Regions from separate parts of the Mus musculus genome. Here regions 2, 3, 4, 5 and 6 are each linked to region 1. A link is a contact called in public HiChIP or PLAC-seq and promoter capture Hi-C data. All regions are on one chromosome and are shown on one strand. The core of a region is the stretch at or near the end of the contact, and the rest is flanking DNA. Distances in the headings are between cores, read along the strand shown.

Region 1 (5,236 bases), core at 1,901-4,400:
ACTCAGTAAAGTCACCGTCACCTGCAGCTACTATTGGAAGAACACATGAATACTAACCATGGGTGAGATTTTAATACAGAAGGTGAGCTTCTGCTTTGATCTGGATATATATGTCACACTATTGACCTCACTACTATAGCACTAGCTTGTTTCCTAAACTGCTACACTCCTCTGTGCTAAGTTCCAGACCACGACCTCTGATCATTCATCGTCCCTACAGTTCTAAGCTTGCTGCTGCTTATCCCAGCCTAGACTCCTAAGTTCCCTGACAGAAAAAAGTGAATCGGATCCATTGCCAGTCATATGTCTAACGTCTCATTACTGTGTGTCAGTCTGGCACTGCTCTACATCCTTAAGAGTACAGCAATGAACAGAGAGAAACCCCTGCCTGGTCAGAGCTTCAAGTCTATTATTAGCTTTCCTCGGTGCAACAGGGTGACAGAACCAGCAAGTGAGTGTGTGCCTCAGCCAGCAGAAACCGCTGTTCAGAAAGCGGGCAGAAGAGGTCAGAGGCTGCTATGTTACTTATCAGGGAAAGTCTCACACGCCAGAAACCCGAAATAACCTAACCAAAGGCAGGCCACACAATCATCTGGAAGGGAGAGGCCCCTGACAGAGTAGGAAGGGCAAGCACACCCAGCCCAGGGCACAGTGACGACATGTCAGCTGCTGGGTAGACTGCAAGCAGTCGAACTGAGTATAGAAAGGGGCAGAGCAAGGGCAGAGGGGAAGCTGGTCTACGCACAAGGGTCACAGGACCTCAAAGAATCCTGATCTGTGTGTAGGGAAGCAAGAGCAGAAACAGCAAGCCTTGATACAAATGCCATCACACACCCCCTGCCAGCCCGCACCCCCACCCCAGACAAGTACCCAGCAGGGCAGAGCTGCTTGAACCAGGCCTGACTGGGGGATGATGGACTCCTGTCAGATTTTAAAGACAGAACTCACTAGCTTTGTGCGTGGACTGGGAGTGAGGAGAAAGAGAAGCCTATGAGAGCTTTTAAAGCTTCAGGAAGAGTGGAGCTGCCATTCGTTGAAGTGAAGCACTTTTATTTTCCCAGAACCTGGCAAAGTACCTAGTGCACAGCGGACACTCAAATACCTGAGAATCGAGCTTAACTGAATAAACTCCCGGGTAATTCAATATATGGCTTTCCGCTTCCTCTGAAGTCCTCAGTGGTGTTAATTCCACAAAGAGGCTTAGACCCAAACCTTACACAGCACAGCAACAAATCCTGACCTCCCAACGATCATTTTGCCTTTAATGTACAACCTGTCTGGACACCCGGGAGGGCAGCTCTGAAAGCGAGTGAGCTTGAAGGGCCGCCTCACCACCACAGCCACAGAGCTGCTCATTAAGGACATCGCACTCCTGGAAGGGATGCTGATGCAGAGTGAACCCGATCGGCCACAATGAACAGAAATTATAACATTTAATGATAAATTTTCAGAATCTGACAAGACCAAGTCCTGTAATAAACAGCTCCTTTAAGCTGGGGTAAGTCCCTTCGAACACATTCCTATTAGAAATCAGAATCTGCTTGACAATGTGACATTTAGCGCGAGCACACACACACACACACACACACACACACTCGCCATCCCCCAAGGCATGTTCCTGCCTTAGTGATACTGAGAAAAGAGGCAAATAGGCTGCCCTAACTCGCGGTACTTCTCATACTCTCCATTCGGGGACTTAGTAACCCAGCACCTTTGTTCTAGCCCTCTGAAGAACCATGAAGTTAGCAGAAATTCCCTGAAAATAAAAGTTAATATCCTTCCTTCCAATCACTTTAAAATTTGAAAGCTTTGTTTTCTCAAATGTGCCACCTAAAATTGTGCTTTTATTTTATTTTTTATTTTTAAGAAATGTGCAAACATCTTTCAGGAAAACATCCTCTAAAAACACTCCTGAGGCCTGGACTGCACAGTGACTCTCAGGCCAGCCTTGGCTATAGAAGGAAACCGTCTGGGAACACCAAAAACACTTCAGAGAAACTGGACCGAGAGCACCAAGCAACAGGCGGCGGCACTCTCCTTTTCCCAGCCAGTCAAAGGCCTTGAACCAACGCAAACAAACGCCAGCCAGGCTCTCGTATCTCCCCGCTCCCTGCCGGCAGCGCTAGCCTGACAACACCGCGGTCCCTCGCCGCGGGGCTGAACCGAATGGAACCCGCACTCAACCGATCAGCGGTTTGCGGAGGCGCGAGCCCGCTGGGGGTTTCCCCCAGCACGGGAAGCGAGTACGAGCCGGGACACCCTGCGACTCCGTTTCTGCCGGAGCGCGCACGGCCTCCCCCGGGCTCCGCACACAGCCGGGGGCCGAGGTGCGGGCGGGGATGCCCCCGGGGAGCGGGAGGTAGATAGTCCGAGGCCCGGGGAACGACCGGGGACCCCCGATGGAAGGCCTCGGGGCGCCAGTTACGCAGACCCGCACGAGAGGCGCTAGGAAAGCGGGACCCGGCCGGGGACCGGCGGGAAGGGAGGTGCTGAAAACACGGGAAACCCGGGGCCCGGAGCGGAGCCAGCGGGGGAGGGGAGCGTCCGCCCGCCGCCGGGACCGCGGGACGCGGGGAGGACAGGGGCGCGACCCCCGGGCCCCCGAGGATCACAGCCGAGCGTCCGCTGCGGGTCCCCGTCCCCGCCCCCACTCACCATGTAAAGCGTGAAGGGCAGGCCGAGCAGAAAGAGCCACAGGTAGAGGTGGAGCGCGTTCACGAAGGTGGCCTGGTGCGGGTCGTAGTACCAGCCGCCGCTGAGCGCGGCCCACACCCCCTGCCGGAGGATCTGCAGCGTCTGCGACCCCATCCCCACCCGGCGTCGCCGCCGCCGCCGCCGCCGTCCCCGCCCCGGCCCCAGCTTCGGCCTCGTCGCCTGCGCGCCCGCGGACCGGTCTAGCCCCCTCCCGAGCTCCGGGAGAGCGGCCCGGCGCCGCGGCGCTCGCTGGTGCTGCTGCACGAGGAGGAGGAGGAGGAGACGGCGGAGGAGGAGGCGGCGAGCGGCAGGGCGGAGAGCGGCGAGGAGGAGGAGGAGGCCGGGCTCCTGAGCGCCGCCGCCATCTTGTCTTCGAGCTCCGAGCCCGAGCCCAGTCCGCCAGCGCTGCCGCCGCCGCCGCCGCCTCCGCCGCCGCGACCCCCGCCGGCCGCCAGCCTCGGCCCGGCGGAGCAGGCGAGCGGGCGCCCGGCAGGACGCGGAGGAAGCCGCGCCCCCTCCGGCTCCTCCTCCTGCTCCCTCCACCCGCGGAGCGGTCCCCACGGGTACGCGCAGCGCCTGGGTCGCACGGGCGCCTCCTGTTGGGAGAAGCCTGCAGAAGCAGCATCTGGCCGGGGTGGGGATGGGGGTGGGGTCGGGTGGGGTGGGGTGGGGTCGGGTGGGGTGGGGTGGGGTGGGATCCGGTCGGGTCCGAGTTTGCAACCCGGATGGCACTGCACCGGGCATGACCGACCACTGCAAGCTCTTTAAAGTCGAGCGGACTTCCAGACTTCCAGAATTCGTAGACCTTGCAGGGGCTGCCGTTTGTGGCAATTGCCCAAGACAAAACAAGTAAAAAACATTTGGGGGTAAACTGTCTGAGTTTGACACTGCAGGACTGGAAGAATTAAAGCAGAGTTGAAAAGAACTGTGTTACCCTTTTTTGGACCCGAAGCAGCTTGAGTGAGAAAAAGGGCGACGACGTCAAGAACTAGAAGCTTTACTGCTTCCAAATAGGTGTAAATTAATACAAGCTGCAAGAGATACAAAAGTATGACATGACCAAGTTATGCTTGCACCACAACTTTTCTTTTTCATGTGGTGCAACTAGTAACCATTTTTATCAATGGGCCAATCTCAGCAGAGTTGAAAGATTCCTGACTCCACCCAAACTTTGAATGGGGTCTTGTACTTCTCTTTTTATAGCTGTGAAAACTGGGAATCATTCTTGGCCCAGTCTAATGTTTCTGAAGTATGTCTGATCTCACTGGATGGCTTTTTTTTTTTAAGGGTTTGAAGGTTGAGTTTATTGTAGCAATAAACGTACTCTGTTTTCCCAGATTAAAGTTGCTATAATTAATGAGGAAAGCAAGTGAGACAGAGCAGTTGGTGACATTTTAAGAAGTGGTTAAAACCCATCGCAGTGCCTCTGGGTATCATGCCACTGTATAGCTGGTTATGCTCACACCTGCTCCACTTAACCTTCACAACGCTCCTTTAACACAGCCAGGGCTATCCTTATTTTTACCAGTGAGGGCTCTGCCACTCAGAGTGATTGCCCAGGTTCTCATAAGTAATAAGCTGTGGAGTGCTCAGAAGTCAGCGTTCATCCTAGCAGCATGGACTGAGCCTTTCATATCCACTCAGGTAGGAGTTAGAACTCAGGCAGGACCTTCAGGCTTAAGGATATAGTCAGCTGTTCTCAAAGGTGATGGGGGCATCACCTCAGAATGACTTAGAAAAGGAAATTCTCACATTATCTCTCTAGGGAAACTGGGTGAGAGACTAGGGAAAAACCAAAAAGTTTTAAGAAGCCTTCCAGAGATTGTAAGAACCTTTCAGGTAGGAAGAACACCACTTTCCGTTGTATAATCACAAAGTGATCTAAGTTCAAAGCACTTTAAAGGGTGTAAATAAATTCACATCAACATATATTTTAAATGTATGACTAAAAACAAAATCAAGATTAAGTAATACAATATTATAATTAAAATAGTGACCTAATGGCTTGATTCACAGGCACAAGATGGTTGAGTTTTCTTTTGTGTCTCCTGAAGGAGACAGGAAAGCTCTCTTGAGAAACTGGAAGCGATCCCAAGCTTTCCAAAACAAAGGAAGATGTAAACCAGGATAAAATTCCAATAGCACATTAGTTTCCATGCCAACAAATATCCACTGTGGTTTAATATGAAAGGATGGACTGTCACAGCGAGGCCGACTGGGAGAAATGGGGTCTAGCACTGGACTCATCCGTGGGGTGGGAGGCAGACCCAGCTGGACCAGAAAAGAGTACGTAGTGGATATAGAACCAAACCCGCAGCAAGCCAGGAAGGCAGCCGGCAGCAGGGATCTCCAACATGTGAGGAGCCGACACAGCTGCAAGGCAGCCTGGAAGCTCAAGGAAATGTTATGGCAAGAATGAGAAAAATATGTTGCTTATTGCAAGGCCCCAACCTTGCTGCTAAGGTTTTCCAGGTCTAAATTCATGGCCTTAAGTTTAGGTGCTGGGCAAATTCTGGTGACCCAAGAGAACAAGGCCAGATTT
Region 2 (5,236 bases), core at 1,384-3,883, 890 kb after region 1:
GGATGGTGACTGAATCACTAATCTCCTCCAGCAGCAATGCATAAACGAGATTAAGCACTAATATTGTGAGGGCCAGAGATACTGCCCAGCGAGGGGTAGAGTTGCCCTTAGAGTCTTCACACAGTTCTTAGATTAAGAGTGAAGGGAGGGCAGCAAGCAGAGCAGAAGTCCTCAGGACACGTGGTCCTCAAGGTGGTGCCTCAACAAAGGAGCGCCCATCGTGGCTGAGTTCACACAAACCAGTGGGCCACGGTCCATGTGTTCTAAAGCCATTTGTCATTCTTCCTGCATGGCCCTCGGCAACCACTCAAATCATGGTGGCCAGAAAACAGAGAGAATGTCTGCATGAGTTGGCTTTCTCCAAAGAGAGGAAGCAACCTCCTTCAGGATACCACCCCAATGCTCAGAATGGCTAGCTGTGGGCCTCCCTCTCCTCAGGGGCCATTGGACACAGGCCCATGAGGGCAGAGGGAGCAGAAGCAGCAGGGAGCAGGGTTTGTACAGCCGAGAGAATGATGGAAACACTTCTAGGAGTCAGCTTCAGTGAGACAGTTTGTGGTGGTTTGAACATGCTTGGCCCAGGGAGAGGTGCTATTAGGAGGTGTGGCCTTGTTGGAGGAAGTGTGTCATTGTGGGCATGGGCTTTAAGACCCTCATCCTAGCTGCCTGGAAGCCAGTCTTCTCCTAGTGGCCTTCAGATGAAGAGATAGACAGACCTCTCAGCTCCTTCTGCACCATGCCTGCCTAGATGCTGCCATAATGGACTGACCCTCTGAACCTGTAAGCCAGCCCCAATTAAATACTGTCCTTATAAGAGTTGCCTCGGGGGCTGGAGAGATGGCTCAGCGGTTAAGAGCACTGACTGCTCTTCTGAAGGTCCTGAGTTCAAATCCCAGCAATGACATGGTGGCTCACAACCATCCATAATGAGATCTGGCTCCCTCTTCTAGAGTGTCTGAAGACAGCTACAGTGTATTTATAATAAATTAATAAATAAATAAATAAACGTTTTTTTTAAAAAAAAGATTTGCCTCAGTCTGGCTGGAGAGATGGCTCAGTGGTTAAGCATACTGACTGCGCTTCCAGAGGAGGTCAATTCCCAGCAACCACACGGTGGCTCACAACCATCTATAATGGGTTCCGATGCCCTCTTCTGGTGTGTCTGCAGACAGCTATAGTGTACTCATATACATAAAATAAATAAGAAAATCTTTTTTTAAAAAAAGTGTTCTTTGCCTTGGTCATGGTGGGGAAACTACACCTAACAGACCCGCTCAGTCTCATAGTTGAGGTGAGTCGGGGGAGTTCAGCTCAGGATGGCCATACCTGCCTCTCTAATGCTGCTGATGTTGCATGCCTCCCACCTGGTTTCCATCATGAGACCCACAGGCCCAACATGCAAAATAGAGCCATTGGGAGTGCAGTAAGAAAAGGCCACTCATCTGCAATGCCTAAAATTAACCTGCACACCCCACCTGCCCACAAACCTGGTAACTTCCTAGAATGCTATAAGCTGTCATTCTTGAAAAATAACAATGCCTCTTGGGAAAGTGGTTTATAGATTAGTCTTTGTTTGTTTGTTTGTTTGTTTGTTTTTGGTTTTTTGTTTTGTTTTTTTCGAGACAGGGTTTCTCTGTATAGCCCTGGCTATCCTGGAACTCACTCTGTAGACCAGGCTGGCCTCGAACTCAGAAATCTGCCTGCCTCTTCCTCCCAAGTGCTAGGATTAAAGGCGTGTGGCACCACCGCCTGGCATAGATTAGTCTTTAGAAACCCCCGCTACATGTCTGTCTCAGGGCACTTAGCTGAAACATTTCAGGAACTGGTTCTGACCAAAGTCTACCCCTTGGCTGGTATTTAATATTTAATAGAGCTTGCTTTATATATGGCCAAAAAATAGTGGAATTATTTTTTTTACCTGGTGCATCTCAAGCTTGCTACAACCTCACTTCCTTCTCTGAAGTCTCTCAAGTTATGGATACCTCAGGCACCAGCTAGTTACTCTCCACAGCTGGAGTTTCTCGTGAGCTGGGCTTTGGATAATCTCCAGGCTTCCAAGAGCCCAACGTACCCCAGAAAGTTTTTTCCCCTCTGGAGATAAGTAAGTCTTTCAGGGATTCATGGTGCCACCCCCCAACCAACCCCAACCCCCACAGGACACGTATGGTCTAGATATGGGCACAAAGCAAGGTCTCAGAGGAGGACAGTCATGGACACAGCCTCTCCTGAAGACAGCAACACCACATCGCCCCCCCATCCTGTCCCATGGCCCTCTGGCCTTTGCCACTTAGATGAGGAAGGCAAAGGCAGAAACAGTCTCTTTCTCTCGGGAACAAATGGTGACTCACTGAGGATAGGGAAGGCACCTTTTCCCAGGAAACAACCTGAGGTCTCCGAGACTGAGCTAGAAGCAGGAACTAAAGGGAAAGGTGGACATGTTTTGTTGCAGGTCCTGGATGGGTCTCAGAGACGCTATAGTGAAGCATGCTCAGCAGGGTAAAGAATGAACCCTGTGCTGGGTACGAGCTCCACTCGGCAGGCACAGAGGTCAGAAAACTTAAGCAAAGTAGGGGATCCGGGGAGATGAGGTTATGGGCTGTCTTATAACCACAACCGTGGTTCTGCAGGTTGCATAATCTTTTATTTGCCCACAGCTACATTTTGTCCAGAAACTCTGTCCTGAAAGAGGACTGAAGAAAACATCCAGCCAGCACTGGGCAAGGAAGGGCAGGAGCAGAGAGTGAGGTGGTGTTCACTGGGTCGGAGGATGGAGGCGCACAACGTATCAGCCCCCTTCAATTTCTCCCTGCCGCCTGGCTTTGGCCACCGGGCCACAGACACTGCGCTCAGCGTCATTCTGGTAGTTATGTTGCTGCTCATCATGCTCTCGCTTGGCTGCACCATGGAGTTCAGCAAGATCAAGGCTCACTTCTGGAAGCCCAAAGGGGTGATCATCGCCATAGTGGCCCAGTACGGTATCATGCCCCTCAGTGCTTTCCTTCTGGGCAAGGTCTTTCATCTGACCAGCATTGAGGCTCTGGCCATCCTCATCTGCGGCTGCTCTCCTGGGGGGAACCTGTCTAACCTCTTCACCCTGGCCATGAAGGGGGACATGAACCTCAGGTAGGACCGAGGGTTAAGAGGAAAGGGTGTGGGATGGGGTGCTGCCGAGATGTCATGATCTAGAGAAGATCTAGGCTGGAGCCAGGAGCGGGGAGGGACGTAGGAGCTGGATTAAGTTTGGCATTGATTGTCAAAGGTTTATGCTAAATTGGGGCAGCCTCTGGAATCTCTTTGGTTTAAATCCCAGGGGGAAAAAAAAAACATTAAGCTGGTCCAGAGGTATGTTAGACACCCCTGAACTCCCAGAAGTCTCTACAGGATCACTGTAAAGGAGAATAGATTTCGATGAAAGAGTTCCTCAGAACCACAGTCATCTGACTGGCAGGGTGTCAGCTCTGAGGCTGAAAATCTAGCAAGGGTATAATGGGTCCAGAACATTCCAGGAAGGCCAAGGTGACTTGGAACCAAACGAGCATCTTAAATTTCCTGCAGAGAAGAGACTCCAAAGGCTCTTCTCCAGTATCTGGGCATCCAAGGTATCTGCTAAGACCCTTTACCGAGTTGTCAGATGTGGTGAGATTGCCAACCAAAGAAACTTTATGTAGAATTGAGGCCCCAGCGATTGCCCAGGTTAGGCTGGGCTCCACTCAGTCTAACAAGAAGGGAGAAGGCTAAGACCAGCCTGAGCAGCCAGGTGGTGGTGGTGCATGCCTTTAATCCCAGCACTTGGGAGGCAGAGGCAGGTGGATTTCTGAGTTGAGGCCAGCCTGGTCTACAAAGTGAGTTCCAGGACAGTCAGGACTATACAGTAAAACCCTGTCTCAAAAAACCAAAAAAAAAAAAAAAAAAGACCAGCCTGAGCCTAGAGCATCCTGATCAGGTAGCACTCGTGAAGCGCCAGACTCCTTGGGCTTGGTGGAATATCTGTCCTTCACACAGCTGTGACTGTGGCAGTGAATGTCAAGGAGAGGGGCCCCTCTCAGCCTGCTCGGGCAGTGCACAGCATGGGTGAACTCACTCCAGACACAAAGCCAGTCTCCTCTAGGCCTGATTCTCAGTGGAGTTGTTCAGTGTCAAGTAGAGAAGGGACCGCAAAGGGAGCATACCTTGCCTGTGCCTAAACTTTACAAAGAAAACTTACCTAGAAGCCTCTCCTGGTGAGGCAAAACAGCAGGAGGGCAACTGGAAGGAGGGGCAAGGCATTAGTCATGCTGTCCTGTAAGCAAGGTTGGTCGCACCTTATACGTCCCAAGATGTTAAACCTCAGCTCTGGTGCAGGACTATGTAGTCACATTAGTCAGAAAGGGGGCACGGTGGGGAATCTGGGGATCTGTGGAAGCAGCCGATGGAACTGTGTGACCCAGTCTCTTCCTCCTAAGCAAACTTATCGTTCTCATACACATTAACCATGCCCCGATCCACCTGGCTGAGCGGGAATAATTATCATGTCCAGACAGACTTTGAATCCCTGTTGTCCTGAAAAGTGACTACATGCATTATTACAGCAATGACAGCAAAGCTAAGGACCTTCACTAAACAAACATTCTTTTCAACAAAGTCAATCTTTAAACTTACATTTTTTTTTAAATGTGTACGGGTATTTTGTATGCATGTATGTCTCTGTGTACGACGTGTGTGCCTAGTGCCCAAGGGAGACAGAAGAGGGCACTGGATCCCCCTAGAACTAGAGTTACAGTTCTAGTAAGTTCTGTAAGCAGCTATGTGGGTGCTAGGAATCAAACCCATCTGTCAGAGCAGCTAGTATTCTTCTCTCTCTCTCTTTCTCTCTCTCTCTCTCTCTCTCTCTCTCTCTCTCTCTCTCTCTCTCTCTCTCTCTCTCTCTCTCTTTGGTTTTTCGAGAGAGGTTTCTCTGTATAGCCCTGGCTGTCCTGGAACTCACTTTGTAGACCAGGCTAGCCTTGAACTCAGAAATCCACCTGCCTCTGCTTCCCAAGTGTTGGGATTAAATTCGTGTGCCACCACCACCCAGCAATTTTATTTTCTTAATACTCTTGTTGCCCACTGTATACATCCTGCACTGGTCCTTGTTTCGGCGGCTGACATGAAGGGGTACATACAGAAGGGAGTGCCATAAATGACCACATTCACAGATAAGGAAAGTCCTAGGGCTTAACACTTTCAGCCAGGGGCTGGCTGGCTGGCTTTAGAACTG
Region 3 (5,236 bases), core at 1,478-3,977, 850 kb after region 1:
AATTTCCCTGCTGGCTATCTACCCAAAAGAAATGAAGGCAGGGGCTCAAATCATTCTCTGTACCTTACAGTGCATAGCAATATTTATTCACAGTAACCAAAGGGTGGAAATCCTTTAAAGAGCCAATGAAGAATGAATAGACAAGCAATGAAGGTGCCCCAGCCCTTACAGGGAAGGAGGTTACAACACAAGCAACAATGTGAGTAAGCCGTGGCTCAAAACAATACATAAGTCTCCAAGTCCACAAGCCACAGAGTAGCGACTGCCAGGGCCTGGAGACAGAGGGGAGTGGGCTCACTGGTCAGAGCTTCAGTTTGAGAAGATGACGTTCAGGGTGGTGGTGATGGCTGCACAGTGTAAACTTACCTTATGCCGTGTAGCTGCATCCCTGAAAAGGGAGTAAAATAGAAGTTACATATTTTCCTACAATAAAAAATTATCAATTGAAAAGGATAAATTATTGACATTAGTGAATAATGGTGCTTAGAGAACAACTGGGAGAGGAAGGCCAGATTGTTGGTACCAGCCCAGTGCATCCAGTGGGTACTACCCAGTGCCTCCAGCAGGTAGCACCCCAGTGCCTCCAGCGGGTACCTCCTTAGTTGCCTTCAGTCTTCAGAAGGCTGAACCTGAACACATCCAGGATCTATAAATATATGAACAAGAAGAAAGTAGTCAAGTAGAAAAAAAAAAGGAAGAATGTGGGGGGGGGTAAGAAGACAGAAGTGTAGAGGGAGTACAGGATCTCAAAATGGTCCCAAAGTGCTTCAGAAAGAAAAGAGATCCTGAAAGAGACAGTGTGGGAAAAGGCCAGCCTAAGACTGCAATGAAGGTCAATTTGAGTGGATGGTTAAGCCCGTGGGAGATTAATAAACCAAATCTGGGTCATGAGGGTGTCTCCAGAGAGAAGAAAGTCATGACAGCAAACCCACTCGAACATGGGCCATGGGCACACAACAGTAGCTAACAGAGCCAGGATGAAATCCAAAGCAATAAAAGAGACAGTGAAGATCTCATGTGGGGGAGGGGGTGGTCTTTGTGTCTCCATATGTCTCTATGTGTGTCTGTCTCTGTATGTCTCTGTCTCTTTCTCTCTTTCCTTTTCTCCCTCCCCAGCCACCCATCCATCAACCTTCCACCACCACCCCCACTCCCCATACTCCCATCATCATGATATGGGACTGCTCTGCCACATCCCCACCCACCCACCCACACACACACACACACACACACACACACACACACCTCATGACTGAAACCATTGACCATGTCTCTCTTCAGGTTGGTGCTCTCAGTTATTTGGCCACAGTGACAATAAAACAACTGGCCAAGAAAGAAGGCCAGAGAGGAGTTCCAGGTCAGACACAGGTTGCTCTATTCCATCTGAATGTCAGCTAAATGGAAAAGCTAGCAGCAGAGTATGTCATAAATACCAAACTCTTTGATAGCACAAGGCATACTTGGGCTAGAAATATTTCCTTATTTATCTGAAATTTAAACCAACTGTGTTTTTATTTGCTAAATCTGGCCATCCCAGGTCAGAGGCCTGGCTCGCCCTTCAGTACTGTGTGCTATCTGCAGCTCAGTCACGGATTCTAGGATAACTTGGTATCTGAAGATATAGACAGAGAAGAGCTAAGAGACAGGACAGAGTGCCCGGCTTCACAGGTTGATTCCTTTGCTGTGGGAGGCCTATCAATAGCAACTTAAGTTCTGGCATAGAAATGATAATATAAAGAATAGCATAGGCCACAGGCCCCAAAGCTGAGACTTTTCCAGATTCTGAGAGAAGAGGTGATACCTAAGTCAGGCAGTGGATGGCACTGCCTTTAATTCCAGCACTTGGGGGGAGGCAGAAGTGGAGGGGGTTCTCTGTGAGTTTGAGGCCAGTCTGATCTACAGAGTGAGTTCCAGGACAGCCAGGGGCTACACAGAGAAACCCTGTCTCAAAAACTGAAAAGAAGGAAGAGAAGGAGGAGAAGTAAGAGGAGGAGGAGAAATAGGAAGAGGAGGAGGAGAAGGAAGAAGAGGAGGAGGAAAAGGAAGAGGAGGAGAAGTAAGAGGAGGAGGAAGAGAAATAGGAAGAGGAGGAGGAGAAGGAAGAAGAGGAGGAGGAAAAGGAAGAGGAGGAGAAGTAAGAGGAGGAGGAAGAGAAATAGGAAGAGGAGGAGGAGAAGGAAGAAGAGGAGGAGGAAAAGGAAGAGGAGGAGGAGTAGAAAGAGGAGGAAGAAGAGGAGGAGGAGAAAAAGAAGAGGTATGTGAGCCTGAGTCCACAGCAGAGGAGTCTGGCCAATAGCCATCTGATCTCACCTGTGCCCTTTAAGTCTGTCTCCTGCCCTGGGTCCAGCATCTTGCCCTGCAATGCTGCAGCCACTCTCATAAAGGACTGGCACAAATCTTTCTGAATGCAGAATCCTTGACAATGACTTTATCCACACACAAAACCGGGCACTGTGCTAGGCACACTGTAAGTTCCAACCTGGCCTAAGCTACACAGCAAGACCACCCCGCCCCGCCCCGCCCCCCCCCCCAACTAGAAAATATATAATTCTCCAGAGTCTGCCATAAACTGATTGAAACTGGAGTCATTCATTTTGTTTTGAGAAGTGCCAGGGTTGAGTCCCTGCTTCCCTTTTCACTGATTCCAGCTGCTGAGGCACATCAGAGCACAGGACCACACACCAGCAGCCCAGAGCACAGGGCCTGGCAGAGATTAAACCCCAGGCAGTGGGCGGGGGTGGGGGAGGCCCCCTTCCAGGGAACAGACTGCCCAGGGAAGGCTTGTACAGAAGGGAGAGAGCCATCCATGGGACCCTGACCCTCAGCTTCTCAGGTCCATCGCCGCAATCAGTTGGGGGAGGGGCTACAGACAAAGCCCCATGGGAAAGAGCCCCTCCCCAGCAGCCAGAGATGAAATGTTCCCCCTTTTCAATCTAAACAAATTCATTGACCACACAACAAACCTAATCCCGGAGGAAGTTCTGAGGGAGGGGAAACAGAAAGGAGGGGTACAGTCTAGGTTTTCACCCCAGGCCCACCTGCTAACTAGAAGACTGGGGCAAGCCTAACTTGCTGGCGACTGATTTTTTTTTCCCAGAGGCACTGAGACAAGGCAGCAATGCAGATAAGTTATGTGGCTGGCCACAGCCTTTGCTTTGTTTATCACTATTGGAAAGGAACAGGTTTGTCCTATGTCTGTCTCACTGCCATGTTACTGGGCACCAGAGATCCCATAGCTAGCTTGGGCCAAGTCACCATGAGTTTCCCAGAACTACTGAACTGAGAAGGGTGCACACAGGAGGGCAGGTTTGGCTGAAGATGAGGTGACACACCTTTCTTTGCCTGGCGACCTTCCCCCAGCCCCCAGAATCAGCCTGAATGCCCGGAGCTCTCCAGATACTTTCTTTCACCTCAAGCTTCTATTCAAATAGATGATAGACATGGTACCAGTACTGAGGTCTCTGTTCTCCTATAGGGGTTGGAACCCACTGTCTTCGTGCTGCAGACAGCGGGGCTGGCTTTACTGAGGCAGCAGCGAGGGACCTTCCTACCAAGCGTCCCACGAATGAATAAAACTGGGTTTGCCAAGGTAGAGGTCCATGAAGGAGGCCGGAGCTTCTGGTGTACCCCAGAGGAACGGAATGGGACTGGACCTGTACCACACAGACCATGTGGCAGGGAGGATTTCTGACTCCCGCCCCCCCCACACACACACACTATAACCCTCCCCCACTGCTTTCCCCACCCCTCCACCCCATCCATCTCCTCCTCCATCCCCAATGCTATAATGAAAAATTCATGTTCAAAGCTTCACATGAGATCTGATTTTCAACACTTTAATTGTATTAATAGAAGCAGGGAGTGGCGTGAACCCACAGCCCTCCCTCATACAGTGCCCCTCTCCCGCCCTATCTCTTCCTGCCCTCTCTCCCTGCTCTGCTCCCTTCCCTGGGCTCCCTTGCTAGATCTCTCTCCCGCCCTGCTGTTCCCTGTCTGCCCATTTCTCCCTACTGTTTCTTCCCTCCAGCTCTGGCTTAGCAGAGCCTCTTCCTTGCTCTGGACATAGTCTAGGCTCTAGGGAAAGTTTCTCTTTCTCCTTTAGTTGAAGGAAGAATGATCTGATTGTGCAAAACACTGGTGGATAGGGTATTTTTAGAGAAATTTCATTTTATTTACTTCCTGTTAAGGGGTATACAGAATAGCACCTCCAAAAGTCTTTAATAGATTCAGATTAAGTAGTGTTTGTGTACAGTAATCTGTGATCAGTAAGTTTTGGGTTTTGTTGAATTATTGTTTCTGACATCATTTCTTTCCTTTGTACAGTTTGGTTTTGGAGTACAGGCTGGCCTTGAACTTGAGGTCTTCCAGTAAAAGCCCTCACTCTTCAGATGACTGACACTTAACAGAGGCAAGATGGATGGATGGGCTTGTCAGACAGATACAGCCAACATACAGGGAGCTGGGGGAAACAATACCAACATTGTAAGCCTTTTTTGTGCACTATTGTAATTGCTCTGGGGCAGGAAGGTACTATGTTACTAGTATAAATAAACAAAAATCTCATTCTGCCAAAAATAAAGTCTCCGGGCACATTACATGAAGAATACGTGGGAGCTGCTAAATGATAGGAGGTAGAGATGTGGCTTGGCTGGTAGAGTGCTTTCCCAGCATGCACAAGGTCCTGGGTTCAAGCACTAAATTGGCCAGGTGCAGTGATGCTTTTAACCTCAGCACCTTAGAGGTGGAGGCAGGTCACCCTCACCTTAGCAAGTCTGAACCCAACCTGAGATCATGAAACCCTGGCTGAAAAAAAAAAAAAACCACAAAATTTTATTTGATTAACCATGGAGGCTTCAGTGTCCTCTTGGTAACACTTCAAGGCAAAATACTCACTTTAGAGGAAGACTCACCATTAATGATCCTCACTGCAGTAAATCTGTTCCAGGAAGACTGCAAGATCATTTTGCTGAGCTCAGGAGTACAGTGCCCCGACTTTAAACACAGATAACACACACACATGCACACATAGTCACACTCACACACATACACACCCATCATACATATATACTCACACATATACACACTTAATCACAATCACACATTCTCACGCTCACACACACTAACATTCTCACTCACACAGTCACACATACTCATTAACACTCAGGCATACACACACACACATACTCACAGTATACATATACACATGCACTTACTCATTCACATACAGATGCTCTCA
Region 4 (5,236 bases), core at 1,999-4,498, 830 kb after region 1:
AGAGTCAAACAAATGTCAGAAATTTTATGAAGGGAGGCAGGAAGCAGAAAGGGGGCAAGGATTGGGGTCTAGGCCCCAAGGGAGCTCAATTAGTGAGTCAGATAGTTAAAGCGAAAGGGCATGTTCTCGGTTTCCTAGAAAGCCAGCTGGGAAAGATGGCAATCCTTAAGCTTCTGTCACTCAAAAGATTAAGAGAGGAGACCTCGGGTGCCCAAAGGGAATTCTGCAACAAGCCAGATGTTTCTGCTCTTCCTATGACCCTGTGGCTCTTGACCAGAGCCACATTTCTGGGGAAGCTGGTATCTTTTGAGACAGGGTTGAAATCCAAGCATAATTCTTTACCAACATGGATAAGAAAGATTGCTCTGCAGCTTCTCCTGGTGCAATGGGGTTTAGAATTGTTTCATGGAGTCGCCTTTCTCTTTAACTGGAAACACACAATGTAACTCATGCAAACCACCCAGATATAGATAGATAGATAGATAGATAGATAGATAGATAGATAGAGAGATAGAGAGATAGATAGAGAGAGATAGATAGATATACACACATACACATACTATGTGGGATTCAAACAAGACAGTCAGCCCCATGTTTTACTTCCCTATCCCCAAAATTAGCCTTAAAAAGCTGCCTTTCTTGTTCATAAGAGATTGTATAAAAGGCCAAGCCCAAATGTTCATAAATAAATGCAACCAGATAACCACATGCATAAGAGAGCTCCTTTCTGGCGGGAAAGATGTCTCAGTAGTTAGAAGCACTTGATACTCTCTCATAGGACCCAAGTTCAGGTCTGTGAACCCATATGAGGCAGCTTGCAACCCCCAATTCCAGAGGATCTGACACCTCTAGCCTCTGAGGGGACTTACATTCACATCCCTATAGTCATCTACAGATATAGATATATATATATATATATATATATATATATAGTTATAGTTATAGTTATAGTTATATATATAGTTATGTGTGTGTATATATATATATATATACACACACATAACTAAAGATAGTAAATCTTTTTTAAAAGAGCAGTGTTAATTAATGTGTGTGAGTGTGAGAGAGAGACAGACAGACAGACAGAGACAGAGAGCAAGCTAAGACATAAGCAAGCCTATTTACAGGTACTGCTTATCTTCCACCACTTTTTGTCAAATTAATAAACTGAAGAAGTTGTCAGAAAGCTTAGAGTTTGTTTCCCCTAAAGTCCAAGCTTTCTCCTAAAAGCTGCTTTCTCCAGTTCCAGGAGGTAAGGAAGGAAAGCCATATGGCTTGGGATGTTAGACACGCCCGGCAGCAAGCAATGCCCCCACCATTTGTCGGAGGGCCTCTCTCCTTTCGACCCTCCTGTGGGCGGGCATCCAGATTGCAGTCGGGGTGCTCTGGTCTGCATCTTTGTCTTGACTGTTCCTAATTATTGGAGGGAACACCATGGCTCTCTCTTGCCTGACCTCAGAATTTAAGAGCTTCGAGTCCCCATATCAAACCATCAGCTTCATTTAAAAGGCATCCTCATCTGCATCCATAAAACCGCTCCTGGAGCCCCAACTTGCCCTAGCTTTGGGAATGCTGTCGAGGATTTATGACACACCCTGGATCTAATCTGCCGCCTTTAGCCGCTGCTGTTGCACATCTGGGCCATAAAAGCACGGGCCGGCCCGACACGGGGACAAACACTTTTCTTTCCTAAGTGGCTGCAAATCTGATCTCCCAGTGATAGGTGGGCTCGGATGTGAGCAGCTCAGCATCTGGGTAGCCATTAAGTTAAGTCAGGTTTTGCAAAGCTTTTCCTCCATACACTGCAGCTATAAAGATGATTCCCGGGTAGCAAAGGCCAGGAATAAAGAAGCTGCTATGGGAACAGGTGGTAATGGGGCTAGCCATCCAGGAAATGGGGCCAGAGGATATCCAGGGAAGAAAGCACAATTTGGTGGAGAAGCCAACTTCATTTGCTCAGAAGTCAAATCCTTGCTATTTTCCCAGAGAGATTCTCGCAGAATGGGAGCGGGCAAGCTGCTACCCAGAGGTCCGGCTTCTGATCTTACTGACCCTGATCCTTGCCCAGAGACTGCCTCCCTTACGTGTTGCCAAAGGAACCTCTAGGTGGTTTAACAAATACATTTTTAAGGCAGTGAAATTCTTTATTAGACCATTAGGAGGGAGCAGGGAGAACAATAATCTAGACCAGAAATGAGCACGGTGCTGCTGGTTCCCGTTTTTTTTACAATGCCCTGGACAACCCGTCCTGTGCACAGAATTGGCACATTTCGTGTGGTTCAGAAACTCCAATCAGATCAAGGTTCAACCGATCCAACCCAGGGGAGAAGTTCTTCCGAACTTCTCCACGGCTCCCTACCCCTGCCACTCCTCCAGGGCCAGGCCAGCAGGAGGGGGGCATTAAAATTATCTGCTGTGGGTTTTACGAGCAGCGATTGCTTTTTAAAACAACAACAACACAAGGTCCTTGTGTGGCTCGCGGGTAACCTAAAACTCTCTAGGCAGAGTGCCCCCCCCCGCCCCTTCTACACACACACACACACACACACACACACCCTCTGCCTGCCAAGAAAGCCAGCTCGAGGGACTGGTGCAGCGACAACATAGGGAAACTCTGCTCCAGCCAAGGCCGAGATCCCACCGACCTAGGAGGCCCAGGAGAAAAACCTCAGGAGAAGTTCGAGAAAGAAAACCCACCGGTGACAGGTCGTGGGGAGTCAGTGCTACAAGAAAAGGCGGGGAAGGAGGGGGGCAATGAAATTTTATTTCAGCAACTTCTCCAAGAGGCCTGCAAGGGACTAGACGGTAAAGTCGAGGACAAGGTCTGACACCTCCCTTCCCCCTCCTGTAGATGAGCGGCCAAGCGCAGGTGGGCGCGCGCAGCTGGGAGACGCACTTACCCTGGGGCCGGTGGTGCGGTGGCCGCCGGCCGGGGACAGCTGCACCAACACGAGCAGCAAGTGGGGCGTGAGCAGACGGACGCGCGCGGGCAGCATGGTGCCAGCGGAGCCGGGCAGCCACGAGCGGGCAGCGGGCAGGGGGGCTCAGGCTAGCTTCAAAGCACTTGGGGAGGTGGGGACCCTTGCAGCAGCTGGGAGTGGCCGAAGAGCCAGCGGCAGGGGCTGGAGGAGCCTGCGCCCGGGGTCACGGTCATGAACGGCGGAGGCCCGGAGCTGGAGTGCGAGCGTGTGCTCTGCGCGTGGCGCCTGCTGCGCTCGGCGTGGCCGCGGCGACAGCAGGTTGGATGCGGGAGCTCGGGCCATGGGAATTCCCGTTATAAACCCCGGGAGGGGAGGGGCGGGGCCCGGAGAGGCTGACTGACGGGTCGAGAGGCCTGTAGCAGCCGACCCTCCGGCAGGTGGAAGCCAATGGGAGAGAGATGAGAGGGGCGGTTCGTGGTCAGTACCCCACCCCACCCCCACCCCCACCCCCACCCCCACCCCCACCCCCCACCCCCCCAGGAGCTACACTGGCTTCCCGGCCACAGTGGGCTCCAGCAGAGGCTGGGATAAAGAGTAACTTTTTCTCAGCAAGTCCTCGCTGGGAACCTCCGCGCGCTCCAGCAGCCTCAGTCCCTCCTGAATGGTCACCTGGATAGTAAAGAAGCCTTACACACTTATCGTGTGTTAGTTCTTAGGCTTGAGTTGTCGCAACAGCTCCATGAAGCAGGCAGGGAAAATAGCTCCAAATGACCCAAAGTCCTTGAGAAATGTTTCCCGGAGGCCGCAAAATCAAGGGCAACCTGGGGAACCACCAGGTGCGGCCCACAGAGTGAGCTGCGACCTACGGGAAGAGGTATTCATTTATTTCAAAAAGAAAAAAAAAATCTCCTTACGGGTGACACCCAAGTTCCACAGCGGCTGCCTGAGATAATTCTGACGGAGGCGAACCGAAGCAGCCTAAGGTGGGTCCCCCGAGGGTCCAGTAAACTACCCCTATGGCCCTATGGTCCATGTGACCTGCGGTCAGAACCCGGGCATCTTGGCTAATCAGTCTGAACTTAAAGAACACAGGAGCAGCTTCTCTGTGGCCTAACAACGCTGGGGCGGAGGCCGGGGAGGAGAGGGCAGTCCCAGGAATCCTGGTCCCATATTGGGAGGAGGAAAGTTATGAATGGAGGAGATGGAGGAGTGTTCTGTGAGCACAGATATCCTAGAGACCTCCAAGGAGCAATTTCCTGGGAGCCCAAGCCTGGATTGTATAGGTCAGCTCTAAGCAGGCCTATCAGGTGCTAGAGCTCTTTCCATAGTGGTCCAAGAGGCCACCCTGAAAATGGTAACAGCTACATCGCATCACACACACTCACTTCAACCCAACAAAGTGTCTGCTGCCTTCCCCGCAAGAGACCCGTGATTATCTCCAAAAGTGGAACACAACTCTTCGTGCTTGATTTCCACCGGTCCAGGCCCGTCCCTTCGTGAAGAAAGATCCATTTCTCTAACCAGATTGAAATAAAGCCCAGGTTTCACAGCTCCCTGACTGCCCTGAGAGGTCCTGACAAAGATTAGCTCTGCTCCCTTCCAGCTTCTCTTCTCGATTATAAGAGCAAGCTAACCCTAACCCCCATCTGGCTGCATACAGACAGCCTTCACCCTACAGCCAGCCAGTCTTCCTGAACAACAAACCAGAATGCACCACTCTCTGTTCAAGGGGCTTTGCACCTCCCCCATCAGCCTCAGACGGGAATGTCCAGGCAAGAATAAAGGGTTCTTCAAACTAAAATGAAGCACATTTCTAAAAAAAAAAAAAGTGTCATGTCTCTCCCACCTGGACTCAGTGGCTTGATCATATTTTAGAGCCAGAACCCACCACCACTGCCATGGGGGTGAAATTCCAGTTCTGCCATCTAGTGGTAAAACCTTGAACTCACTCTGTTTTCCCCCTCTGTAAAATGGGAGCAAAAAATGGCGTCCATGCCATGTGTGTCTATGTGTATGTTATTGCCAAGACTAAAGGAGATTAAAGTGAGTATAGCCCTTAAAATGGTATAGGAAGAAAACAAGCCAATACTTCATAGTACTTTGTGCTCATGGAGTGAATATTTCTACTTTGCAAGCAGGTCAAAGGGCAATGCATGAGATCGACTTGTCTGATGGCCTCATCTGGTTAGTAGATGACCAAGCCAATTTCTAGACTAGGTTTTTTGGAGTCCTATTCTATCTCCATGGAGTCACATGGAGTCTCCCGCCTCTGTGTCACTGGGAATTTCTCTGGAGACTCGTCTTCACGAAGCATCATG
Region 5 (5,236 bases), core at 1,673-4,172, 760 kb before region 1:
TAAGGACCGAAAATGAACACTGCAGCCTGATCCTACTGAAATCACCTAAGATATTAGCAATTCTTTCCCAAGCATTCGACAAGACAGAACTTCAATTTATGAGATTTGAAAATCCAGAGGTAAGAGAGGGGGGCCCCATGAAGACTTACCAAGCTTAACACCTGGAGGAATGTATGGCAACAGCTGTGTCAGCGTCTGTGGGACATTGCAGAGAGTCTTTCTTTTCCCCAAATTGTTTCCAATAGGTGAATGATACGTCTCTAATCACGAGGGGAAAGTAAAACTGTTTTGTTTTTTGTTTTTGCTTTTGACCATTTTCTACCCATATCATTCTGCGGAAAGGTTTATTTTGTATTTCTATTCCTTTCTATATGGCAGGACAGATAGTATTAGAGTAATTATTTATATGGCACCATATGTTACAATGAAGATGAACTTCATTAAATGAATTCTCCCAGACGCCCTGAAAATAAACAAGGAGGTTAAATGCATACTGAGGTTCAAAGCACCAAGAATTAAGACTAGCTGGGGAGCTAAAGGAAAAAAATTAATCCCAGTATTGAGCCCTCTGAGAGCATCCCTTTTGAAAAGAAAAAGAAAAAAAAATGTGGTAGACAGCTTCTCTCTTTTATCTCCATGTTTAACCCCTGGAATGTGCAGGACCTCAGAGAATAAAAACATATGAGAGAAAACCAGAAACAAAGGGATCAGAATGATCTTGCCTTCACACACACACACACACACACACACACACACACACACACACACACACGTCCATTCATGTGGGACAGTAAGATCTTGAAATTTACTGGCAAATTCCATTGCCCAATGAGTCTTTTTCCCCATAAGTGTTTGCTGATTTAGAAAAAAAAATTATGTTGGTTATCTGATTTCATAAATCATAAATAAACAAATAAGTCTCATTTAAAGAGACCTCGAAGCCACACAGGCATCCTTTTCCTGTCAGATTTGATGTGACGAATTGATAGCTTCAAAGAAAAACGTTTTACTGAAAGTCTCTCAGCAGAATAAGCTCAGTGAATGTTAACTGAAATTTCAGAAGGTGAATGAAGAGCAAAGTTAAGACTATGGAAAGAAAAACACCTTCACCGGAATACCTCCCGACAGCTGACATTTCTAAACTCTACAGCTGCTTTAGGGAAGGAAGGAGTTAGTGGAAGGAAGCTTTCCCCACACTGGAGCTTACAGTGCCCAAGATCACCTCGGTAGCTACACGATTTAGATTAACAGCCCTAGCAGCGAAAGAACTCAAACAATTTATCATCTCTGCAGTACCCGTGCATAAAGGCTTTGGCTTACAAAGGTGTGTCTGTGGGAACTGTCCTGTTTCCCTCTGTTCTCCACTTTGAAGGGATACGTCCCTTCTAATGCAAAGTAAGTTCAGAGCAAGAATAAATATAGAAGTCACAGAAACTTTCAGGCAGCCCAGATCCAACTCCACACAATTGCCCATCTACCTAGTTGTGAAACTGACTTGTGGGAGCCTTGTTTATAGTGTACTATCCTCGGACAGCAAAGGGCTTCGACGCATCGCGCACATACTGGCAACCCATCCTCTAACAGCCTGATAAACACCAACCCAGGTCTTACTCTCCCATTCTCCCTGGAGAGAAAAAGATGAAATGGTGGGCTTTAACCTCCTCCTGGTTGCCTTTCAAGTTTTCCTTTAGGGCTGCTAAAGGGCTTTTATCAGAACTTACCTACAGGTCCAGTTTCTAAGCAGGCACTGATGCTGCGAGAATAATTCCAAACCAACGAGATTCAAAACATGTTCAATTTATTTGCAGACTTAGAAATGCCACTGTCTCCGTGAGAGAGAAAACGCACCCACTTTGTCAAATTAAAAAAGAATGAAAACCCGCAGCTTTTCCTCTGAACAAATTTAAATTTTCTGGGTCACTTCCCTCATCACACTTTTTAAGCAGCCTGACCTGCTCAGAAAAGCCTATACCTACCGTCTGTGAAAGCAACTCCCAAGCCTCAGACCTCACCACCCGCCCCTGCGGTCCTCACCTCACCACGGAGCCTCGCCCTTTCAACCCACAAATCGGGAGCTTATTCTCAGGAAAAGTTGCTGGAGGTAGATTCCCCCACCTGCGCTCTCCGAGCGGATGGCTGGGAAGAAGAGAAAGCCTTCGGGGCCCCGCACGCCCTCCAGGCCCAGGCTCGGAGCGCGTCCCACCCCAAAGCCGGGAAGGCGATTTCCACGCAGACCTGCACCCATCCCACACAAGTCCGCATGCCAGCTCGCCGAGTCACTTACGTAAGCTCGCCCTGCACAGTCCCAAACTGCAGACACACACCCGCACCTGTCACGCATCCGAAATGGACAAGCGCCCACCCCCGAGGAATGCAAGCCACACAGATCGGGGCGCGGGTGCGGCTTCCATTCCTTTTCCTCCGGGTTCTTTTCTTGTCCCTTTTTTGTCCAACTACAATTACCTTAGCAACCAAAGAATTGTCTCGACTCGCTCCGGCGTCTCAGTTTCTCCTAAAGCCCGGCTGGCGCCCGGCTCATGATAAGGCTGGGGAACCCGGGAGTCGCCAGCTCTCGGGGGGTGGAGGAGCGGCCAAATCTGTCCGGGCACTGCTCTCCCGAGTGTCGCCTTCTCCTCCTCTTCCACCTTCTTGGTGCCACTCTACGAGGCGGCGACCGCAGGGGGCTCAGCGAGCACACTGTACAGCTCCGGACCCGGGAGGAGGCGCGGCGGGTCTCATGGTGCCAGGGCGCGGGGCTCCCGGGGTGTTTCCCTCGCCCCTCGCTGGTCCGGACCGGAACCGCCCCCTCGGCGCCCGCAGCAACAGGGACCCCGGGGCGCCCCCGGGCGGAGTTCTTGGCCACCCGGTGGGGGCCGATCGCCAAGGAGCTGCCCGGAGTCGCGCAGCCCAGGCGCTCGGCTCGGCCGCTGCCGCAGCGGCGCCCGCTGTCGGGGACCCAGAGCAGCTGCAGCCTCGCGCCGCGCACCTGGGCGCCCGCACCTGGCCTGAGCCACGCGCTATGAGCGGGACCCTGACACCTGAGCACGTTCTTAGGTCGCCGCCGCCAGGCTCACCTGTCCCGGCGCCGCCCGGGGTACGGATCAGGCCCTGTGCAGCAAGCGAGGAAAAAAATAATCTGCAGATTCCAGGCAACCGAGCAGCTACCTAGAAAACTGAGGGACTGTGTTAAACAAGCCAAGGCTCCTCTCCTTGCTGCCAGGATGACCGTGTACTGAAACTTTAGTGGCGCCAAGGTGCTCACGATTCTGGCCTGAGGTGCTGTCCCGGTAGCTTTTGAATCCCTCACTGACGTGGGGCTGGCGCCCTCTAAATTAAAATGAGCCAGTGCGTTCGTCAGAGATATTGTTGCTAATCTCGTGGTTTTATTTATTCAACGTTTACACCACACAGCGTTGGGAGCGCTTTGTGGTTGATACTATCTTGAAACAATACAAAAGGGAATCTAAGGGGGAAACTATGCACAATATCCTTGGGCAAGAAGAGAAGCTTTGACATTCAAATGAACAAGGGTAACTTGAATGGACATTTTAACCTGAGAGTCCTGAAACGTGATTTTTGATGACTTATGACTGGGTTGCAGATGTAGCTCACCTAATATAGTGCTTTCCCCAGCACTGAGTAAACCCCGACAGAGATGGTATCCACCTGTAATACTCAGGGGCTGGAAGCAGAAAGAACAGAAGTTCGAGGCCAGCTTTGGCTACTTAGGGAGTCCGTGAGTCACACTGGACTACATGAAGGCCTGTCTCAAATTATTTTAGGGAACTGTAGTTGGAGGTAGGACAAGGTGGTTGGTACTAAATAGTTACCAGTAGATGTGTATGTATGTCAATGTTACCAACACCAATAATAAATCAGTAATTTATACTTTAGTGTATTAATCACAGAAAAAAATAAATAAATTACTCCAAGTCATTGGGGATGAATGATCTGGACTCTTCATCTTTATGGCTCTGGGGGTGAAAATTTAAAGTTTCCTTGGCAATATGCATGTTTGTCAACACTGCTGTGCATAAATATGCAAATAACAAAGAACATCAGTTAAAGGTAAATAGATTCTTCTGAATGTAAATCCATTCTTCTAAAATGGCAGATTGTTAAAGATGGCTTCTGATTGAGCGAGGCCCGAGGACAAGGCTGCTAACTCAGAAGGTGGCCTTGGGTAGGATCCAACCCCTGTAAATAACACCTATAACCATGGATTTCTATAATATACTGATTCAAGAAAATAGACATGTCTGTGTTGTTTCCTCACATAAAGCTAGTGTGCTAGCCACACTAAGAGTGACCTGTTTTTAGGAACTGTACTCTGAAGTCTGAAGGGGTCAGTGAGTGTAAGTTGGAGATAAGATGTGCCTAGGAACCCTGTGTGTGCCCTATTGGTAGGGGTAAGCACTTTAAGTCAGAGGTGGGACCCAGTAGAAGGAAGCTGGGTCCATGGAGGGGTCCCACTGAAGGGTGTATGATGAGACTAGCTCCTCCCTCAGTCTCCACGCAGTATACAGGTCTCCTACCAGCATCCTCCAAGACAGTAGCTTGAAGCACAAGACCAAAAAACCATAGGCTAAAAATCTCTGAAACTTGACGCCAAAAGAAGTCTTTCCTTCTTGTAAATTGTTTGTCTCCAGTATTTTGCCACTGGGAAGAGAAAGTGCCTAATACACAGTCATTTGTTACTTATTCACAGATGGTTGGAAACTAGGAACACCCAAATAAAGTGAACAAACGAACTAGTCTGTCCACCTGCTCGTGTAATGTGTTTTGTAATTCAATATGACTTCAGAAGAGATGGCTTAAAAAGATACACTGAGGTATAATTGTTCTCTTCGCCAAGATGAACAACAAAGACTTTGTCTTCATTTAATTTTATGTGTATGGATGTTTTGCCTGCATGTATGTGTACCCTGTGTGTGCAATACCAGCTGGAGGCCAGAAGAGGTGACAGATCCCCTGGGACCAGAGTTAGAGCTGGTTGTGAGCCAGAATGAGGGTTCTTGGAACCAAATTCAGCACCTCTGGAAAAGATGCTCTTAACCGCCGAGTCATCTCTCTAGCCCCTAAAGACTCATCACTTTTGACAAGTGTCCCTCACAGGTTTCCTTGAAGTATTATCTCATCATTAACTGAGATAAAAAGACAGTCTCTCTGCACACTACTCAGTGAATATATACAATTTCACTCTGCATATCACACTGTGAATATGTACAATCCCACT
Region 6 (5,236 bases), core at 887-3,386, 610 kb before region 1:
TACACAGCTGTGTTAGCTAACATACTATAGCTTCGAAAGCACTTCTAAGAGTCTGATGTCTTTCTTGAAAGTTCTGACATCTAGAGTCAACCTTGCATTTGTATAAAGATTGATCAAATCACTTACCGTTGCCTGCATGGTTACCATTCAGAAGAAACAATGTCTCACTTTAAGCACTACAGAGCAGTCGTTCTTAACCTGTGAGCCGCGACCCCTCTAAGCCGAAGGACCCTTTTAGAGGGGCCATCTAAGACCATCCACATGTCAGCTATTTATATTACCATTCATAACCGTAGGAAAATTACAGTTATAGAGTAGCAACAAAAGTAATTTCACGATCTGGGTCACCATATCCTGAGGAACTGTGCTGTATTAAAGGGGTGCGGTGTTAGGAAGGTTGAGGATCTAGACTTTTACATATATACACAGAAGAATCTGAATTACTCAGAATTTCAGAAACGTCCCTCAGCTGCTGTCTATAACTGCTGTGCACATCACAGAATCAGAACCATGAATTGGGGAGGAAGCACGCTAGCCAGTGTCATTTAGCATGACTGGGAAGTAACTCCATTCTGCACAGAGCCAGTGCTTGGATGCTGAGTGGTACTTGATAAGTTAATTTGTCTCATCTCAGCCATGGGCACTCACACCGAACACTCAAACCCTTCTTACATTAGTGATGTCTGTCTCCAATGTAGGCAGCTCACAGCTCTTAATCTATGAAGCCACTGTCATGGCCTCTTTCTTTGTAAAAACAGAAAACAGCAGCATTACTGCAAAGCCTGGCGGGCGGCAGTGGACAGGTTATCAGTTCAGAGTAACAAGAGATGCTATGTGGACACTGGGAATGTGCCCTGGGTTTCAGAGACACCTGGTGTCTCCTTTCACACCTTATGCCCATGGGTGATCCTTGGGTAGGCGCTGTAAAGAGTGGTGTCCCTCCTGCCCAGGCTGAGTGGCCTCCATGAGCCTGTGCTAGGCCAGGCATGGAGAAATAAGAAGGTATGAGAATGGCCCAAGCTCAGAAGGGAGACAGACCTTTTCAGGTTCCTACAATGGTCACAGCACTTGGGGGGCTGGGGAGGTGACCCTTGAACATCTAATAAGTGAGCAGGGGACTTCAGGCTGGGCATCTCCTTTCAGACCCCCCAGCTCCTATGTCGGAGCAGGAGGGCAGGAGACCATTTGGGTAGCTACCGAAATTGGACTCTCCTTTCAGCTTAGCCACACTAGGCTGGGTCTGGAGCATGAAGGGAGGGAAACAACGAGACATTTCTTATGCCCATTTTATTCATTATAGCAAGGATCTATGTAGGCATATATTTTTCACAACCTACTTTAATAAGAGTTCGACTTCCCCTCTAGCAGAGGTAGTGGAAAAGAAAGGTTATTAGGATAGGGGTGAAGTGGACCTCTTTAGAAATAGTTCTTTGGGGGCGATTCCCATCTTCATTGTTTTCTGTCAACTAGCAAACACCAAACATAAATCAGCAACTGCAGTCCAGTCCAGTTGGCAGGCAACACACCGGGAACAGCAAAGGCAGTTCACTCCAGGGGATAAGGTGAGGTTTGCCAATCGGCCAAGTCCAGTGACCAGAAGTCGCAGGACTCTCACAAGAAGTTATTTTGGTGGGTTTCTCTCTATGAGGTCACTACAAGCGAACTTCAGCAATGCAATGGAAGGTGAACCAATCTATGCGTGTCATCAGCGAAGGCTTGCAAGGCAGTGGAGGCAAAGCAGCTGGCGCTCCCACTCTCTGTGGGGCCATATTTATATTCTTTCTAAACATTGGGCATCCTTTCACCTGTTTGCTATAGCAAAACATCCTCTCACCTGTGTCTCCTTCATCAAAACATTCTCTCACGTGTCTGCTTTAGCAAGACATCCTTTCCCCTGATTGTCCCAGCAAAACATTATAACCCAAGTCTTCAAAGAAACCAGAAATTTCCACTTTAGATCTACTACATACATGTAATGAATCCTGATGCCTGACCCTTTTCTCTCCCCCTCGTTGGTTTTTCTTGTTTGATTTGTCTTGCGTTTTAAACAAGATCTCCTCCTCTGTAGCCCAGGCTGAACACAGCCTTAACCAGATCCCTCCTGTTGCAGCCTGAGTGCGGGAATTACAAGCATGCGCTGACGTCACCCCTGCTTTCCTCCAATCATGGAGAACCGCATCAGCGGCTTCATCGACATCAGCGTTTGATGCCGCTGGACCGCCTTTAAAGGAAGGGGTAGTATGTGTTTCTGCACCTCAAAGCCTAGCAGTCTATCTAAGATCACTCTATGCTTTCTGACTTCCCTGCCCCATAATTCCCAGGGGCAGCTTTCCAACGGCTTCCCTCCGCAGTGATGTTGAGGTTTACAAAAGCTGGAAGTGCCTTCCGGGGGGTGGGGGTGGGGGGAGGAATCTCCACAGAGATTCTTTCCTTCTTGCCCTGGAGCAGAAATAACCTATCACCCCCACCCCCACCCCCACTCCCTCCCCGCCACGACTCCCTTCCCTCCTCCCCGGTTCACACAGCAAGACCTCTTTTTTCTCCGCCCTCTAGAGTTTCCACCACCAAAAAAAATATTTTTTTTTAAAAAAGATGCAGTACTGAAGGGGTCAGTTTGGCCAGTCCCACTCCTTAGCGCAGACTCTGATGGGGCTATGGTACTTCTTGAAACTGAAAGCGGGAGAGACGCCTGCTTGTAGCCATTAAGGAAACAGCCCAACTGGCTTGGATGCCGGCCCAAACACAGACAGCAGAGGACGCTCACAGCATGCTGTTAAGCCTGCACGGGTGCAAGTTGGTGCTGGGGGACGTTCTGGCTCCGGAAAGTTCAGTACTAAAGTGAATGGCTACACACATACCCATGGCATCTTCTCTCCTTGGCCCCTCTGTGATTTTCTCCTAAACTCACAACCTACATCGCTATCACATGCCACCTTTTGTGTTCCTGACAAGCAGCCTGGAAGCTGGGGACATGAACTTCGTTTCTAATTTTGTAGAGATCTTTCCTCCTATGAAACTTCTCTCCCTCCTCCTTCTGAACTTTGAACTGTAAAACTGTCAGAAGAGCATGGGGTGGGGGGGGGGGAATTCCGCTGGGAGCGGAAGTCTCTGAGCAGCAGGTTTTGGTAATGAGGCTACTCACCTCTTTAGTGAGCTATCTAAAGAGACCTTGATTTTGGTTTTGGCTGGTGTAGAGGGGAGTCATTTAAGTAAATCTAATTGACTCTTTCTTCTCCACCCACCCACCAAAGGAAAGAGGGTGACCCCAACTCATGCCTCAGTGAAGCCCGTGAGTTACCGTCCTTTGCTGGTTCAGCCCACACAGAGGAACTGCTATGGGTCCCACGAATACTGCACATTCACTCTCAGAGCATCACAGAGTCTCTGCCCCAGGTTTAACGGGATGCTAGAGATCTCAGCAGCTTGCTGAGGTGGAGAGACCCACCCTGGATAATGTTCATCAAGGGATTCCAGGTCTGTCTCTGCCTTGTCCCTCCCAACAAAGCCTGGACTAAAGGAATGGGGAAAATAAATGGTGTGAGGGGGCAGGCACAACCTTGAAGAAATGTATAGTCTGGACTAAAGCCTCAGAACCAGCTGACACTCCCAGAGCTGCGGCATCCAATTTGAAAACAACGGGGATAGTCTATTGGGTGGCCACAGGTCTTGTCCGCAGCTTATCAGCACAATGGGGGCCTCACTGAGACATATGACACTCCTGGAGGGATAGTGGCTATTGTGAAGGCTAACCCGGCATTAAAACTCTTCAACAGATGAAAACAACCGGTGAAAAGATGAAAATTGACCTGAGACAATGACAAGTCTCATTCCAACCCTAAGAAAAATGTCCTAGTATTGGATGCCTGTGAACTCAGGCCGACGCAGCCTTGAGCTATGTCAGGTGATCAAAAACAACATTCTAGCCTTAAGTGATAAGAATCTTATCAAACCCATAACCAAGCAGCAACATTGTGTTCATTTCGGCTCTTGGAACAGAATCCAGGTAAAGGTTGTAACTGAGAAGCTACTGAGACGAGAGGCCAAGCAGGTGCCATCCAGTGAGAAGCTGGAACGCGCTTAGTGCTGGAGGAAGCATCAAGGAGGAAGAAGCCATCTCTAAAGAGAAAGAGAAGGGTTTTCCTCGGGGTCCTGGGGACAAGGTCCGGCACAGAAGGCTAGAGGTCTGGTGAGTGCAGAGATTTAGAATCCAACTGAAATGAGTACAAACTTGTGAGAGTGAGGGGCTGACTCCTTGGTTTCTGGGTCCTGTCTTCCCTGGCCGGAAAGCAGGGATGTGGTGTGTTCTTGGCAGAGTGCCAGGATTGCAAGGCCTTCAAGAGTGTGCCTCTGGATGGAAGCTGGAGAGAGGTGGAGCCTGAGTTGGTGTAGAACTTCGTAACACTGCAAAAAAGAACATTTGAGGCAGATTGCGACTGTGACTCTTGGCTGTCAGTAAGGCTGAAAAGGTGACTTCCTGTACTTGCCTGCACTGGCTGATTGTATTTTAGGCATTTGCTGTCTCCTCTGCAGAGAGTTTAGGGTCGAGCTCTCCCTGCCTTTGACCATCAGAGAGCTGTGCCTGGTGGGATGAGGGTCCTTTCCACCGCTGTTCTACAGGATAATCCAAAAGCAGGGCTAAAGTGCCAAAGTAGGTCAGGGTGAGATTGTCCCTAACGTGACACAATGGTCAGCCCTGAACCTTTAAGTGATGCTCAGCCTTCAACAGCACACAAACTGTGGAGACAGAGTGGCTAGGCACAGTTAGAAGTTGACAGGCATTCACACTGGAAGTGGCTGTTCCTTCTCTCTTTGGACAACATGCTTCTCAGAGGGGACACAGTGACACCAGGAGGCACTCATCACCAAGGTCACCATGGATCTCATTCACTGTCTTTTGGCCTAGTTGAGATTACTCAAGTCTGCTCCTAGCTGTTCCTTAGGAGTAGGCTAGTCCTCTGGCAAGCTAAGGCTTTGGGTGCAGCTGATACAGGGTGCTTGAGAGAGGTGGAGGTAGTTAGAACAGATCTCCCACACTGAGCAGCACACACACACACACACACACACACACACACACACACACACGGGACTTCACACATAGCCAGGCTGCCTCTTAGTACCACCAGACAGCAGGCAGAGGGAGTCACAGCTCTGCGAACTTGAATCCTGGCTCATCCCTTCCCTGGCAACAGAAGTGTGGTTCTCATGGGTGCTGCAGAGAAAATCAGGAGTGTGACTT

The links. Promoter capture Hi-C pulls out the DNA fragments that hold promoters and counts their contacts. HiChIP or PLAC-seq counts read pairs in DNA pulled down with a chosen protein or histone mark.
Region 2: a promoter capture Hi-C map of embryonic stem cells shows a contact between it and region 1, with 4 times the contacts expected there. The contact joins the promoter of Slc10a1 here to the promoter of Pcnx in region 1. A contact is called at or near these places in 7 of 39 promoter capture datasets (the 3T3-L1 cell line, HPC-7-derived erythroid cells, embryonic stem cells and 2 more), 1 of 484 Hi-C or Micro-C datasets (Th1 cells), 1 of 115 datasets of contacts at active chromatin or transcription factors (stem cell-derived neural progenitor cells) and 1 of 9 other capture datasets (embryonic stem cells).
Region 3: an H3K4me3 HiChIP or PLAC-seq map of embryonic limb bud shows a contact between it and region 1, with 4 times the contacts expected there. The contact joins the enhancer-like site here to the promoter of Pcnx in region 1. A contact is called at or near these places in 6 of 115 datasets of contacts at active chromatin or transcription factors (embryonic limb bud, embryonic stem cells, pro-B cells and 1 more).
Region 4: a promoter capture Hi-C map of embryonic stem cells shows a contact between it and region 1, with 4 times the contacts expected there. The contact joins the promoter of Smoc1 here to the promoter of Pcnx in region 1. A contact is called at or near these places in 7 of 39 promoter capture datasets (cranial neural crest, embryonic stem cells, frontonasal cranial neural crest and 3 more) and 4 of 115 datasets of contacts at active chromatin or transcription factors (embryonic stem cells, fetal liver and stem cell-derived neural progenitor cells).
Region 5: a promoter capture Hi-C map of embryonic stem cells shows a contact between it and region 1, with 4 times the contacts expected there. The contact joins the promoter of Rgs6 here to the promoter of Pcnx in region 1. A contact is called at or near these places in 5 of 39 promoter capture datasets (the C10 cell line, embryonic stem cells and stem cell-derived epiblast-like cells), 1 of 115 datasets of contacts at active chromatin or transcription factors (embryonic stem cells) and 1 of 9 other capture datasets (embryonic stem cells).
Region 6: a contact with region 1 is called in a promoter capture Hi-C map of pre-B cells, with 4 times the contacts expected there. The contact joins the enhancer-like site here to the promoter of Pcnx in region 1. A contact is called at or near these places in 7 of 39 promoter capture datasets (the 3T3-L1 cell line, the C10 cell line, cranial neural crest and 3 more), 2 of 15 datasets of contacts at CTCF or cohesin (large pre-B cells and pro-B cells), 6 of 484 Hi-C or Micro-C datasets (CD4 T cells, the F1.1 cell line, natural killer cells and 1 more), 15 of 115 datasets of contacts at active chromatin or transcription factors (T-cell acute lymphoblastic leukemia, cardiomyocytes, double positive thymocytes and 8 more) and 1 of 9 other capture datasets (embryonic stem cells).

Annotation. Positions count from the first base shown.
Region 1 is chr12:81,857,944-81,863,179 of GRCm38.p6, reverse strand. Pcnx (pecanex homolog) reads right to left here and starts at 3,150. Exons shown (of 36, transcript NM_018814.3): 1 at 2,656-3,150. The coding sequence starts at 2,808.
Region 2 is chr12:80,965,476-80,970,711 of GRCm38.p6, reverse strand. It overlaps Slc10a1 (solute carrier family 10 (sodium/bile acid cotransporter family), member 1), which reads left to right and starts at 2,633. Exons shown (of 4, transcript NM_011387.2): 1 at 2,633-3,123. The coding sequence starts at 2,768.
Region 3 is chr12:81,007,517-81,012,752 of GRCm38.p6, reverse strand. No RefSeq gene overlaps it. Among named protein-coding and RNA genes, the nearest start is that of Smoc1, 17 kb to the left of the region's middle. Within about 2 kb of position 2,727, at least 22 of the 459 cell types and tissues checked have an H3K27ac peak or open chromatin away from gene starts, as enhancers often do. A contact at or near this core is called in embryonic limb bud, where this site is marked.
Region 4 is chr12:81,024,820-81,030,055 of GRCm38.p6, reverse strand. It overlaps Smoc1 (SPARC related modular calcium binding 1), which reads right to left and starts at 3,248. Exons shown (of 13, transcript NM_022316.2): 1 at 2,898-3,248. The coding sequence starts at 2,993.
Region 5 is chr12:82,614,611-82,619,846 of GRCm38.p6, reverse strand. Rgs6 (regulator of G-protein signaling 6) reads right to left here and starts at 2,922. Exons shown (of 17, transcript NM_015812.4): 1 at 2,464-2,922.
Region 6 is chr12:82,467,706-82,472,941 of GRCm38.p6, reverse strand. No RefSeq gene overlaps it. Among named protein-coding and RNA genes, the nearest start is that of Gm30966, 6.4 kb to the left of the region's middle. Within about 2 kb of position 2,136, at least 295 of the 459 cell types and tissues checked have an H3K27ac peak or open chromatin away from gene starts, as enhancers often do. A contact at or near this core is called in T-cell acute lymphoblastic leukemia, double positive thymocytes, embryonic basal ganglia and 7 more, where this site is marked.